Regions from separate parts of the Zea mays genome. Here region 2 is linked to region 1. The links are chromatin contacts, called in public Hi-C maps. All regions are on one chromosome and are shown on one strand. The core of a region is the stretch at or near the end of the contact, and the rest is flanking DNA. Distances in the headings are between cores, read along the strand shown.

Region 1 (7,417 bases), core at 2,796-5,295:
AAATTTCGGGTTTTAGATATCAAGAACCGAAATCTTAATTTTTTTTATAGGAACCGAACCCGAATAGACCAAAAAAAATCGGTTCGGTCTATTCGGTTCTTCACCAACCCGAACAGTGCACAGACATGATAATTGATAAATAGGTTTAGTGGTTCACAGTTCACACAAAATTGCATAGAAGTGCATACAAATACATGACAAATTGACTTAGAAAATGCCAACTACATGCAAGTTCATACACCACAGGAAATAACTTAACAGGTTCATCATCAATCCATCACAATTCACAAACAGAAGTGCAGCCTCGTTGAGAACCACGTTGAAGAAGCACCGGTCCTGCTCAACCAACCCCTTCTCTTTGAGAACCATCAGCACGAGGTGCCGGGGCACTATCCGCCTCTCGAGGCTGTACATGAGAAGCACCGAACGGCGGACGATGTACTGCGGCGGCAGCCCGACCTCGTTGAGCAGGAACTCCGCGTTCCGGCGCAGCCTCTCCTCGGACGCAACCAGGATCCGCGGCACCTTACGTGCTGGGTCGGTCTGCAGCGAGTCGTGGGCACCGTGGAGCAGGACGCCGAAATCGGAGCAGAAGTGCAGAACACCGAGTCGCCAGAGCGGTGGACCGGTGCCGCGATGCGGTGGAAGTACCGAGTACGGAGTCGTCGGTGGATCGACGCCGGTGGACCGGTATGGAGTGGAAGGTTGGCGCCTAGCGCGGCTGACGCGCAGAGGCGGCAGAGCGGTGGATCGACGGCGCGGTGGCTGACCAGTGCGACTCCGTGCGGCAGAGCAGCGGTGGATCGACGGCGCGGCGGCGGACCAGCGTGCGCCATGCGGCTAGGGTTGCGGCAATGCGGCCTGCGGGTGCGTGCTGCGTGCGGTGCGGGTGCGGACTGGACTGCGCCTATGTCACCGCGGAGTGCCTGTGCCTGAGTTGGGCCGTTAGCCCGTTACTAGGTTTCGCGGTTTGGGCTGAGGGACAGAGGGAGGATCACTATAGTTCGGTTCTTTGAGTCTAATCGGGTTTGGCTGGCTGGAAACCGAACCCTAAACCGATACCCGAACAGAAGAGATCTATGAACCGAAACCCGAACCCGAAAACCGAAAACCGACCTATTCGGTCTATTCGGGTTCGGGTTCGGTTCGGGTTCGGTTTTCGGGTTAAAAATGCCCAGTCCTAACCACAAGGACGAACAAGTGAATCTACCATATAGGAAAAGGAGGCAGGCCACCACAACAAGGGTAGGGTAGGGCACCACCACCACCACATGCCATGCTTCTCTTCAGAAGCCATCCCGGCACGGCGGCACTAATGACTAATCGGAAGAAGAAGAAGAAACTACCACAAACAAAGGTGAAGCCAGCAGCACGCACATCACTACCTAGCTAGAGAGCCCACCAGTTACTGGCAGCTGGAGCTCCTCCCGGGCCCGCCGTAGTAGAAGTAGGTGCCCCAGTCGGCGTTGCTGCCGCTCTGCACGTCGTAGCAGCTGGACTGCTCCGTGAAGGTGCCCAGGCCGCCCCTGGGCGCCCCGAGGTTGTTGCTGCTGTCCACCACCTGCACCCCCTTGAAGTAGCTCGCCCTGCCGAACCCTTCCTCGGGGAAGTGCCCGCTGCCCATCTGCGTCGACGTGTGCACGCCGTCCGCCTGCGAGTTCACCACCTCCCCGCCCCACTCCACCATCGACGCGCTGTCCGCCAGGTACGAGAAGAGGAACGACGGCCAGTAACCCAGCACGTAGTCCTTGCCGAACTGCATCCACCAGTTGCCCTCCTTGGGGTCCTGCGGGCGATCACATTGTCTGATAATCCCGTACTTGGCATTGGCATGTGGTGTCAGTGACTAGTAGTTTAGTTTAATCACTCGCGCCTCACCTTCCAGATCAGTATGCTGATATCATACTGGGAGCCGGAGTAGCTCGAGGTCGGGAAGATGCTGGCGCCCATGGCGATCTGGTTGTTGATCTGGATGAACCCTGAGCACAGCATGTTGTAGCACCCTGTCGCCTGGTACGCATCACTCTACACATGCCACACACAGCGAGAAACAGCTCGTCATTCAGGAAAACTGCAAACGGAAGCGCGTACGTGGTTTCTCTCTCGCAGACGCTGCAATGGCGGTAAGATAGATAGAATATATAATAATTAAGGCGCTTAGCCGCTTACTGTCCAGTACGTGAAGAGCCTCGTGTTGTTATCCCCGTAGAGGTCAGGGCTAACCTGATGCAATGGAGAAGCAACAAGAGTTATTCAGATTCAGGCTTCGTGATGGCATGACACACACACACACACACACACAAACACACTGCATCGCGGCCCGGCAACCAACCGCGCAAACGGTGCTGCATTTACTCGGTGCTGATTATGAATGTGAAGCTCATGTGTTGCGGTGTGTGTCCTCTCTCTCTCTCTCTCTCTAACTCTGTACCTGCCATCCAGCCTCGATGCTGTTCAGATCCTCCCCGAATGAGCCGCCCAAGATCCAGAGCTGGGACAAGCTGAACTCGTTGGGCTGTTCGATCTTGGGCGCCCACACATTGATAGTCGCCTTGGCGCCGTAGTACTTGTCGCCCTGGACGTACGCTATGGCATGCTGCAATTGTCACCAGCGACAGTTATCAGCTTCTTTCTTCCACCCCAAGTCCTCAACGACAGGGGGAGATAGTTACGACTACGAACAGAGGTACCTGATGCCCACCCTCGTTGAGCATGGTGGGACTGACGGACATCGGGTTCGCGGCGGCGCGGCGCTTCCTGCCGTACCGACGCATCGAGCTTGCCCTCAGCAGGTCGTCCTTCCTCGTTCTCCTGATGGGGACCGTACCTTCGGGACACCTCCCGTTCTGATGCCAGAGCTGAGCCATAGGCCTCTCGCCACCGCTGCTGGAGGCCTTGGATTCCTCGTACAGCCCTTCCGGGTGGTAGTTCGGCCTCATCTGCGAACCGTACAATGGCGTTAGCTGCGGCGTTCCAAGCAAAGACCAGCTCAGTTAATGCAAGCTTTCAGCAAAGGAGTAAGTTTTACCTGGATCGTGTGGTTCTTGAGGTATGGGTGATCAAACGCTGGCTGGTGTGAGATGTGCACGCAGTCTATCATGTCCCCGTCTGGACTCTGCGGATTTGCAATTCGCAGACAGCTGGATTAGAATTAGACGTGCGTGGATAAGGACTGGAACAGATAGTTTCCCCGCGGAAGGACTAGTAGTTTGACAATCTCTGAGAAATTAGTTTCCCCAAGTCAAGCGAGAAAGAACTTCATACAAGAACAAGCACAAAGCGTACCCCACACACATACACTCACAAAAGTGAGAGGAATAGCAAGAAAGCGAATTCCTTTCAAGAACAACCAGAAAAGATGACTCAAAAGCCGTCGTCTTTTATTGAATCAGAGCACGAGCTCAAGGAGTGGCCAAAAGCTAGAGACACCCATCTCCTCGCTTGGGCCTGCTCGAATGCTCCCGAACGCCGTTAACAAGGCGTTAATTAATCTGCGGAAAATCTCCGAGGGGAGCGAGAGAGAGAAAACATTTTTTTACCCCCAGCAAGCCATTCAAATCTACCAAGAGCAACAGCAAATCAGCAAGCATGGCAGTATGGAACACACGCACGCCTCCTCGGGACGAAAAGCCGACGGAAACAACAGGGTTGACGCACCTCGATACTCTTCACGGCCGGCTTGTTGAGCCGCTTGAGGTGGCGGTGCAGCCTCGCCGCCGGCGACCTCACGGCGGCGGTAGCGGCGGCGGCGCACGACAAGCAGATGACCGTCACGAGCAGGCACACGACCCACCGCGCGGCGTCCATGGGCGGCGGCGCGCCTCCCTCAGCCTTGGCACCTCCACTCCACCACTGCCGCGCGTCTTTTCCCCTCCCCGGTTCCCTCTTCCGGCGAGCTTACAGCGAGGCAAAGCAGGCCTCGACTTGCCTCACCCGGAAAGAGGGCCCTCCGTCCGCCGGCGGCGGCTGCGCTGCCAGAACCAGGGGCCGATTCGAGATTTTTGAAACAATGCGGGTGCCTGACTGCCTGCGTGGTGGGATTTGGGGAAACGGGAGTAATGGCTCGTCGCCTTGGGCGGCTCGTCGTCTCGGTTGGGAGCGGCGCGTGCGTCCACTAGCCGCTTGCTGCACTGCACTGCACAGCGATGTCTCGCGGCCACTTTTGCCGTTTCCGCAGCTCGTGCTTCTGGACGGAAATGCCCCCCACCACGATCCGGAAATTATTAGGGGCACCCGGCGTGCAACTAACGTCAAAGCGGGTACCGATATGCTCACTGAGATGTGGGCCTCCAGGGTTTTCTTTCTTTGGGTCGTTGATGCCTGAACGTGATCAATGCTGCTACGGATATTATTATTATTATTATTATTATTATTATTATTATTATTATTATTATTATTATTATTATTATTATTATTATTACTATTACTACTACTGCTGCTGCTGCTGTTATTATGCCCTTATAAAGAAACCAAAGCTCTATAACAATGTAGATCATATGAATAAGTTTAAACAGATTGTATGCTGATTATAATGTCCCTTCCATTGGATATCGTCTAGTTTCGTAATTTTATGTTTGTTTTTTGTGCAAGCATGGTTTTTTTGTATATATGGGGTGGTGTGTGGGGTGTGTTCTAGTTACATATAATTTTGATCCCTCTCCTCCTTAACTTTATTACAGTGAGATCGACGTGTCAGCCTACTAATTGGTGTGCAAACCATTCTAGTCTAACCATTAGAGCATGGCTAACAATATAAGCACGACATATCATTTCTTAAGGCTGTAATCCATTCACTCGTGAAAACTATTACGTCGCGTTTGGATCATTGGTTAAATTCCATTCTAATAATAGTAATTTAGTCATATATCAATTAAGCTAATTCAGTTTTATGCAAAATATATTTGTATACTATTATTAGCAAGAAGTCAGAGATATTTATGTGCTATATTTTTAATATAGAGGAGTGAGTCGAAGAGTGTCCTATAAATTACAGAGTTTTTTTAAATTAAGTTATTGTAGGAGGACCTACAGTATTTTATTATTTCTTAGCCACATATGAACAGTTTACAGAAAAGTAAACGATGGTTACGATACTGAGCACTGAATCCAATCGCTATCTCTGGTTTGACTCGGTGACACACTAAACTCATTTCTCTTTTAAACATTTCCCGACACTCACAAAGTTGAAACAAATTCTACTAATACATAAAAATCATTTCTCATCATGTACCCCATAAATTTAAGATAGACTTATATCTGAACTTTGGAAACTGGTGTGGAAACACATTTCTCTCACTTGCAAGTAATTTTCGGCGGGGGATTTCTGAGGAGCAGCTCTAGGGAGAGAAAAAAACAGTCTAGCATTCGCAACTTTATTTATGCTTCTGTATCGTCACAACAGGAGGGAGGGCTGTTTTGAGTGGGAGTTTTGGATTGGTGATCCTGCTCATAATCTGGGCAGCCTCTTGAGTCTTACAAAATTAAAGCAGGAACTGATTTAAAATGTTTAGGGCTATAAAATCATTTACAGCTCCAACAGTTAAATCTTATGTCATGTTATTATAAAATAGATCATGTTATTTAGGAAATGAAATATTATATTATATTAGTATACTAAATGAGGATAGGACTCTAGCATATTGGGTACTATATTTAGGACATGAGACACCGGGTCCTATAATTATTTGATGTTTTTAGAAAATAAGACCTCGATTGGAGCAGGTTTTTGATGTTAGAGCATCTCCAATCTCCAATAGAAGTCCTAAATGAGGGTTCTATTTTGAAATATAGAATTTTGCCACCAAGAATATGCTCCAGCGGGGGCTCTATTTTACAAAAATTCATCAAACCACTATAGGGTTCGGCTCTTAGGTCCTACATTTAGGGCCTGTTTGGCATGGCTCCAGAGCAAAACTCCAAGGGAGAGCTGGCCAGAGCATGCCAAACACCCTAACTCCAGAGTTGTAAACTCTATGGAGTTTTTGGAGCTGCAGTACAATTTTTTGGAGTACCTCTTTTGCTGCTCTGAAAACTCCAAAAAAGCAACCTAGTCATGGAGTTTTGAGTTATTTACCCGCCATTGCCACTGGTTATGAGAAACAATCTAAACTCTGGAGCAGAGCTGCTCCCCCCAGAGTTTTAGAGTAGAGCTGCTCTGGGGTGGAGCAGAGTCATGTCAAACACACCCATAGTACCTCATACATTGGAGCCCTGTCACCATTTGTACACTATTCCTAATTTTTTATTTCGTAAATAATATAATTTATTTTCTAATAACATGATATAGGACTTAATTGTTGGAGCTGCAAACGTTTCTATGGTCCTAAACACTTTAAATCAGGTCTTATTTAAATTTTGAGGAATCAAGTATAGGACTTCTTGTTGGAGATGATTCTAGGGTCTTATATTTCAAAACAGGAGCTCATTTAAGACTCCAGTTGGGTATGCTCTGAGGGAGTACTTCCAACTTTACATTGTGATAGTAACGGACCAGCTGACCAGCTCAGCTTGTTCTCTACGGCCTGCTTGTTGTGTATTTAATCCGGCTACGGTTTCTACAGTTGGGAGTACAGTTCGCAGGCCGAACACCATCGCGATTTTCCAAACCTGGTCTGAGAAGTCACGGGCGTCTCTTTGTAAGATGGTACAGGAGGTAATGCCGCTCTCTCTCTCTCTCTCTCTCTCTCTTGGTATCAATAATGAAAAAAACAAGCGTACACCTTACGCCAGAGAGCAGGCATTTAGAAAGATCATTTTGCTCGAGAGGCATGAGTAAATAGCATAGGGTAGTAGCAGTAATATAACTGTTTAAGGTAGCGATCATGCTAGGACGTTGTTTGGCTGGTCGTGGTTTGGTAGGGTCGAGTCGGCCGTCGGGTCCCAGCATGGCCCACCCGCCAGCTTTGCCCGCTCATGCCACCGCCAGCACGGTGGCAGGCGACGTCCGTCGGCATCCGCCTAGCCCGACCCGTCACCCTGCGCGGCACGTGCGCCTGCCCCCGGCCACGCCCAAGGAGAGACGCGGGCCACGGCGCCCGCGGGCCATGCCTGGCAGCCGCTCATCAACGCGTGCCGCGTGCGTGACGGTGATGGTGACGGTGACGGAGAGTCGGAGACCACCACCCCACCGTCCTCCAACAGTCCAACCAGACCGGCCGGGCGGTGTTGGATCCGGGCGCACGCACGCGCAAAGCGGGCGGGGCTTTTGTCAAAGTCGACGCCGTTACCCAAGTGGGCATCGGGTCGGCGAAAGGCAACGGCTAAACACCGTCACCAGCAGGCTGCAGGCGAGTACTCCCAGGCAGACCGACATTTTTTACCAGCGGGCGCGCGGTGTTAGATCATCTCCAAGAGGCTAGCTAAATAGCTTGTCAAGTTAAATTTTAGCTATTTAATATCAAAATAGCTCTCCAACAGA
Region 2 (7,417 bases), core at 2,824-5,323, 520 kb before region 1:
GGCTTTACGTATGGTGAATGTTGTATGTTATTGAGTGATGTTTGTTCTTCTTGTTTGTTTATGTGATATTCAGTGGTTGATCTAGTACTTAAGAATCAAGATCTATTCCTATCCGTGGAAGAACCTCAAGTTTTCAATAAGCAAGGCAAGTGGACTTCTCCCTCTGCATACTCTGTTTGATCCCAAACAATACATTTAATAAAGTTTATTCTTTTGGATATATATGCATAATTTGACGGGATACCTATTTAGATAACCTTTCCAACCTTATTCCTTGATCAAACCTAGGAATTATACTTTACATTAGTAGCTATGCTATTGCTACAACTTAACTTTATGCAGTCACTCCCGCTTATGATATTAATGTTCCAAACTTGGTAAGTTTACATTATGGTTGTTAACCCGATGGTTAAACAAGTTTATTGCATATTAATTGGAACATGGAGTGACCACCCGGGAAAACAGTGCTACCATGAGAACTATCATGGCTCTGGTCTTGGCTAAATAACTAGGGAAGTCTTATGTTGGGTGCTGGTCATGGTCGACCGGAACGGGGGCATCTGGCAAGCGCTTATAGTTCTGGCTCAGGCAGATTGGATACGGGCATAGTTCCCAAAGCTTTACCCTGTAGTCTGGACTATAAGTTGGTTACGGTAGGTGTACCTTATGCAGTTGACCATTTCCAGCATTTGCGTAATGAGGACTCTAGGGAGAAGCCTCGTAGTGAGACCCTGGCCATTCACCTCGGAAGTGAATACGGGTCTAGCTAACCCGGGCTAGAAGGGAATCGCGACTCATGGGTAAAGATGCGCCACCTCTGCAAAGTGTAGAACTGATATATCAGCCGTGCTCACGGTTATGAGCAGCCTGGACTCCTCACATGATAATTGAACTTGAAGATGGAAATAAATCGAGATCCGATGATCTGCCAATGGTTTGCTTAAGTGGTTTCACTTAAGTGTTTTTGATATACTCTTGTATCTTTGCTTAATGGGAATACTTGGGATTCACACTTACTAGTAAGACAGGTGTTGTTAATAAAATGTTGACCAACTAAAATGCTTACTGCTCAACCTTAGCCTCATCTTGTTACCTTGCATTAGTTTTTCCCCCACTTGCTGAGCCCCGACCATAAGTGAGCTCACCCTTGCTTAATTTTGATCAGAAGTTGCAGATGAAGATATGATGCTGAACTCCATGGATGCTAGTCTAGTGATACCCCCGGTCATCTTCCTGTGGATGGATGTCCATGTTCGCTGTACTTTGATGAATAAAGGTTAAGACATTATGTTTGTTTGAAGTGTAATATGTTAATATAATCGTTATTTACGCTCTTATGCATTGTTCTTTTGATATATTACACTTGTGACGTCAACATATGTGTGGAAATAGATCCTGGCACACATATGCGATGCACCCGGCTCTGCCCTTGGAAACGGGTGTGACAGTGTTCCGCTGAGAACATGTATCCCATTGCCCTTGAGCTCAAAACTAAATACCCTAGTATAGGGAATCAATTTCGGGTGTCTTAAGACATCCTCACATGTGCCGAAGAGTAACCATCCAAAGATAATGATAAAAGATCTCTTGTCATTGAGAGGTTTGAGACCTTTGAATCATATATGAACAGTGGTCAAAACCTTTTGATTATGTCTGCATCAATGATACACTACCCCTAGCGAGCTATAACAAACCCATTCATGGTAATTATGCTCAAATACTTAGCGGGTGTTTGGCATGGCTATAGGTTCCAGCTTCAACGTGGAGCTATAGTTTATAATATAAATCTAAATAGTTATAGATTTTTAATCTAGACAATAAATAAAATAATTTGTCCAAATGTCTTATAAAGGTTTGTAAATGTAACTTTATGATTTTCTAGAACACATAATAACCTGTTCACCAATTCATCCACTAAAATTTCTGGAGCTCGAGTAGTTCCAAACAGGGCCTTAGACCCTTAGTCATCTATTTTGGTGTGTAATAATATCCACGATCATTGAGCACTCACGCATAGTCCGAATAAGTGAAATGTTTACCGTCTTATCAGAAGGGTGTTTCTTCTTGTTGTTTTTTTTGTGGCTCAAATAGGTGTGGGACCAGGACAATAGGCCAAGACGCCCAATTATGCGCGATGTTTAGAGCTGTCCAGGTCGCCACACCATGTTTGATTCTGAAATCTCAAGCGTCATGTCCCCTAAAATACAAGCAGCTGATGTGGATGCGTGGTTGTGGTTGCTATATATTAATATATATAACAGTACATTATACATGCATGGGTGTTACGTACTACTTACGTGAAGGAAATGACAAATACACTGACGTACTCACTGAGCACAGCAGCAAAACGACGAACTGCATGCAGGTCTCTAGTTCCACAGTGACCAGGAACTCCACGAGCGCAAAGACGACGCGAGCTCGTGATCTAAGAGGAACTCCAACAGCTGCCCAACCTTGCCCTCCTCCTTCGAGGTGCACGGCTGCGGAACGACCTTTCCGGACTTTCTCCACTTGGCATTCTGGCAGGTGCTCTCCGCGTGTCCCTTCCCGCCCTGCATTTTGAGGTCAATGTTCTGCAGGACGATGCCCCGGCACGGGACGTCCCTGCTGCAGCTCATCCTGATGGCGTCCCTGGTGACGGTCGTCCCCCGGATGTTCCTGAAGACGACGTCGCTGATCTGCACCGCCGACCTCTGCTCCCGGCACGGCGGCTCAGCCTCGGCCCTGTCGCAGTAGCTCTGGTCGATGACGATCGGGTTCCTGACGCCGTGCATGGCCATGTTCTGGAACGTGATGTCCCTGGCGTACCCGCTGCCTCCCTGGTACGTCTTGATCCGGGCCCCGTTGGTGGTGCCGTGTAGCTGCACTGAGTCTATGGTGATGCCGGAGACCTCCGCTCGCGAGTCGTCGTCTCCTAGGCTCCCGACGCTGATCCCGTGCCCGGGGCCACAGACGACGCCGGAGACGTGGAGGCCGTGCGTCCCGTCCTCGATCGACATGCAGTCGTCTCCTGCGAAATTGAGCAGGGAAAAGTTTGAATTGAAGGCATAGTAGTGGTGTCCATGGCTTGGCGTACGTGTTGGCTGCTACTACTACTACGTACCTGTCTTGATCTTGCAGTTCGTGACGCGCACATCTTTGCTGCGCGTGATGTGGATGCCGTCGGTGTTAGGGCTCGTGCCGGGTGCTGTGATGGACAGCCTTGACACCTGCACGCTGGCGCAGTCCTCGATCGACATGTGGATCTGCTGGCTGTTCATCATCTTGAGATTCTCCACCCTTAGATTGGTGCAGTAGTGGAACGACAGAGCCGTTGGAGCCGCCTTGCAGGGCTATAGAGAAAGAGAGAAGAAGCCAGTTCAGTTAGGAGGTCACACATGACACACACACTTCGTTTTTAGAACCGGTCGGCGCCACAGCTTTATACTACCAGAGCCTTGTTGATCTTGCACGAGTGCGGCCACCAGCTGTGTCCGTTGCCGTCGATGGAGCCACGGCCGTGGACAGTGAGCCTGTCGACGCTCCGGAACACGATCCAGTGCCTCCGGTCGCTGTCGCTCCAGTCCGCCCTGTTGGGCGACGCCACCAGGGTGCCCTTCACGGTGACCGCGACGCGGGACCTGCACGGGCCACGCAGGACGACGAGCTTGAGCAGGTAGCGCCTGCCGCCGGGGACGAGCAGGACGGCCGGCCGCGGCGAGGCGCACGCCGCCTCCCACGCCCTGGCGAGCGCGCCCGTGTCGTCGTGCCTGCCGTCGCCGCGGGCGCCGTAGCGGTCGAGGCTGAACACGCTCTGGTGAGACGACGACGGCCACGTCAGGGACCCGCTGCACGTGTAGCTCGCACCGTCGGCTGCGGTGCCGTTGCTCGCGCTTACTACTACGGCCTCGAGAGCGCCGGACGAGAGGTGGAGGAGGAGGAGGAGGAGCGCGAGGAGGGGCAGGGCCGCCGTGGACGCGAGCATTGTCGGCTTCATGCTGGACGCCATGGGCAGCGCCAAGCACCGATGGACAGGCCTCAACTCTGAAGTGAATCGCGTCGTCAGCACGGAACTGAAGTCGGAGGCGATCGTGCTCGCGGCTTCAGCTTTAAATTCTGGTCGCGGGGGACCTGAGCCGACGCAGTTTTGGTTTTTGCCCAGCTTGGTGTCGGGATCGTGACGCGCGCGCCGGGACGAACTAGGGATTCTATTCTGTCTGGGGGTTGCGTTGCCGTTGAAGGATCACGCACACGCGGAGGGCAGAGGTTAGGCTGGCCTGGAGCGTGCCTGCAGCATGCAGCCATGCTTGCGGACGGAAGGGAACCCGTGGATAAGATTCTTGCTTCAGGTATTGCGCCAGAGGGATAAAAATGAGTACCGTGACAGAACCTGAATCTGAGCCTCCTGCTGGATCCTCGTGACAAAATTTCTCGAATTCTGCATCTCGCCACCAAACAGTTGGCACATGTACCTTGGTGCAGGTCAAGTAGCCCCATTCTTTGGTGTGCCCTGTGCTAGATGAGCCGAGCCCATCATGTTAGCAGGGAGAGAGGCCCAATCATAGCCCAGCTTGAATTTGTCTTCCTTAGCCCAGATTTGCACGGGCCTGCCCTACTGCATTTTCGGAGGTCCTTTTTCCCCCAGTTCCGTTAAGCCTATCTATGCTGCGACTTTTTGCTGGAAGTAAAATTGTAGTAGGGGGCCCGCAGCCGCAGTGTCCAGTCCTTTCTCGTAGGCTCTGCACCGCTGGTGGCCTGTGGCTCTGGTTGCCCTTTCGGTCTTTATCTGTTCAAAAAGGAAAAAGAAAAGAAAAAAGAAAACCGATATCAGTTAATTTGCTGTGTTTTGAGCAGCGAGTTGTTCAGTGAGTTTCTATTTTGTATAGTAATAATATGACCCAGTATGGGGGAATTCGCATCCGAATCTGTAGTCCGTATAGGCGTGTCTGCTGGAGACGGTTCTGGACCTCTAGGCTCTAGCAAGAGAGACAAGATGAGTACTCATCGGAGCAGGGAGACCCAAAGAGACAGGAGTCTGATGGCGGCCGTCCAGCCGACGGTGCGCGTGGGCGTGGCAGCAGATGGCCGTCCAGCAGATCGATCGGATCGGCGGTGAACAACGAAGCACAGCCACGATGGCTGTCACGATGATGACGAGGTACAGTGCGTGTCTGCCGATCAGCATCGAGGTCATTATCGGTTGTTTTCACCATCCGCAGTTAAGGCTTGTGTGATAACGTACACAGTACCACTGTCCCGCCGACGGGGGCACCGGCACCCATCCGTCTCAGTCAGGAGGGAAAGACTCAGTGCCCATGACAACATACAAAATCATATTGTGCCCCTTCAAATTACATGAAATCCCAACAAAAAAAATTTATTTGCTTATTTTCATAGCCGTCCACGTCATACGATCGTACACGTTCATTTTTATATTATATTGTACAAAATGATACGTACACGTACACGTATAATAATCACACTAATGCCTGGTGGGAAAAAAGAATAGCCTAGCGTTGCAAGAATATGAATGTCCTCCCGTGTATCTTTCAGGCATGCAACAAACATCCACTTATTTGGAGTTTTATGGGAGCAGGATGGTCTTTACAAATACCGGCCATCGAAGATATATGCCATTAGCAAAGTAGTACCTCCGGTTATACTCGTAACTGTTTACCATGAAGTCCACCTTTGTTACTTCACCCTTAAAACATGTCGACAAAGAACAATTAATTATTGGTTGAGCACGTTCACGTCGTTGTTCTATCCCGCCACTGAAAAAGCATGCCATATCCATAAGTTATACGAGGCAACCGCCTCGCCCACGATGGTCGGGGATGTGAATTATCCTTTTTTACATCTAATGAGACAATTCTTTCACTTTCAATACATATAATCCATTATCCCTATCATAACAAGAAATCCCCTTTCATCTATGCATTTCTTGTAGGGAGAGAAATTACTGCGGTTGAGTGTATCGTTTTGAAGAGTAAAGCAGGAGGTGTCATCTTAGGAAACCTACGATCGATCATGTGGGCAGTTGTCACACATGGAGCCAGGAGAAACGTTGCTACTATGATCATCGCTTCTAAAGCAGCTCCGACTATCTCTAAATGTTAGAGGCAATAAGGGTTCTTGGCGTGTCACCTGACTTAACCTATCAACCAGGGAGGGTATGCGGCAGTCCGTGAATCGCTCTACAGGTGTACAACAACAAAGTAAACATCAAATTCTGGCTTGGTCACATGGATCGATCCGTGCTAGTTGTAATATTCAACTCCCTTGAGCCAATTATCATCTTTTCCAAGTTTATAGAGAATACGTAAATAAAAGTAAACGTGCATCGAAGGTGAACGAAAAGGAAATAAACATGTATGAATCATGGTTTAGAATATTATTGGTCATAGATAGACGGACGCAACACGTACAACCGAAGGCGCGTGGATGGGCCAAAAAACTATTGGAATTACCCACATTGTGAACCGAAACTAGGGCCATATAAACAACAAGCCTTTCATAGGAACATCTGAGATCCGATCTAAAGTACGTTTCTTGTCAGCAACTATAGGACATTTGCGACGACGAGTCGATGATCATACACACAAACATGACTGAGGACCCAAAGAGGTCCATCCATAACAAATAACGCGGTCAAAGCATTTAAAGTTGGGTGTCAGGTGCGTATCAGACTCTCGAGTTGTCATATGCACATGTTGCAGTTGTATATCGTGGAATGTAGCAACCGAGTGAGCGATACAGATCTGGAAGTATAAGATCAATTTAATAACATGATGCTTAGACAAATAAAGATAGATTTACACTACACAGGATAACTAGCACATCTTGTCAATAACAATGCTTAGTACAAGATCTACCAAGAGTAAGATGATACACCGTACTACCCTGATGCAATCTATTATATTCCACATCACGGCAACATGACTGTTACCTTGAGAAACCCTTAGAAAAGGGACGGTGATATGCTAAAAAGACGAGAAGCACACGATGCTTTGTGAACTTCTATCTTCTATTTATTGATATCGTGAAATATGCATAGTCCGCAGACTTGGAGTGATAAGCATTCCCTAACTAACCACGTGTTTGCAAACATAATCGATCTACCTAAACAACTTTGTTTGTACACCAAATTCAAAATTGATTCAACCCATATCCACCCATAAAATTAGGCTTGGAAAATATGTCTAAAATTGACCAAATCAACATGAAAGGGAAATAGGGTCAAACCTTTTTCTAAATGATTTTGGTGGTTGAATTGCCCAACACAAATAATTGGACTAACTAGTTTGCTCTAGATTACACATTCTACAGGTGCCAAAGGTTCAGCACAAACCAATAAAAAGAGTAAAGTTAGGGTTCAAAAGAAAGGAGCAAAAGAAACCGAAGAGAACCCTGGTCTGACGCACTGGACAGTGTCCTG

The links. A called contact is a pair of places that touch in the nucleus more often than the background predicts.
Region 2: a contact with region 1 is called in a Hi-C map of ear, with 2.1 times the contacts expected there. The contact joins the promoter of LOC103644219 here to the promoter of LOC100272482 in region 1. A contact is called at or near these places in 2 of 25 Hi-C or Micro-C datasets (bundle sheath and ear).

What each region holds. Positions count from the first base shown.
Region 1 is chr1:297,314,247-297,321,663 of Zm-B73-REFERENCE-NAM-5.0, reverse strand. It overlaps LOC100272482, which reads right to left and starts at 4,045. Exons shown (of 7, transcript NM_001146953.1): 1 at 3,658-4,045; 2 at 3,029-3,115; 3 at 2,691-2,939; 4 at 2,432-2,596; 5 at 2,170-2,223; 6 at 1,879-2,025; 7 at 173-1,786. The coding sequence starts at 3,807. The coding sequence ends at 1,406.
Region 2 is chr1:297,830,241-297,837,657 of Zm-B73-REFERENCE-NAM-5.0, reverse strand. It overlaps LOC103644219 (polygalacturonase ADPG2), which reads right to left and starts at 4,073. Exons shown (of 3, transcript XM_008667417.2): 1 at 3,431-4,073; 2 at 3,104-3,332; 3 at 2,214-3,010. The coding sequence starts at 3,988. The coding sequence ends at 2,370.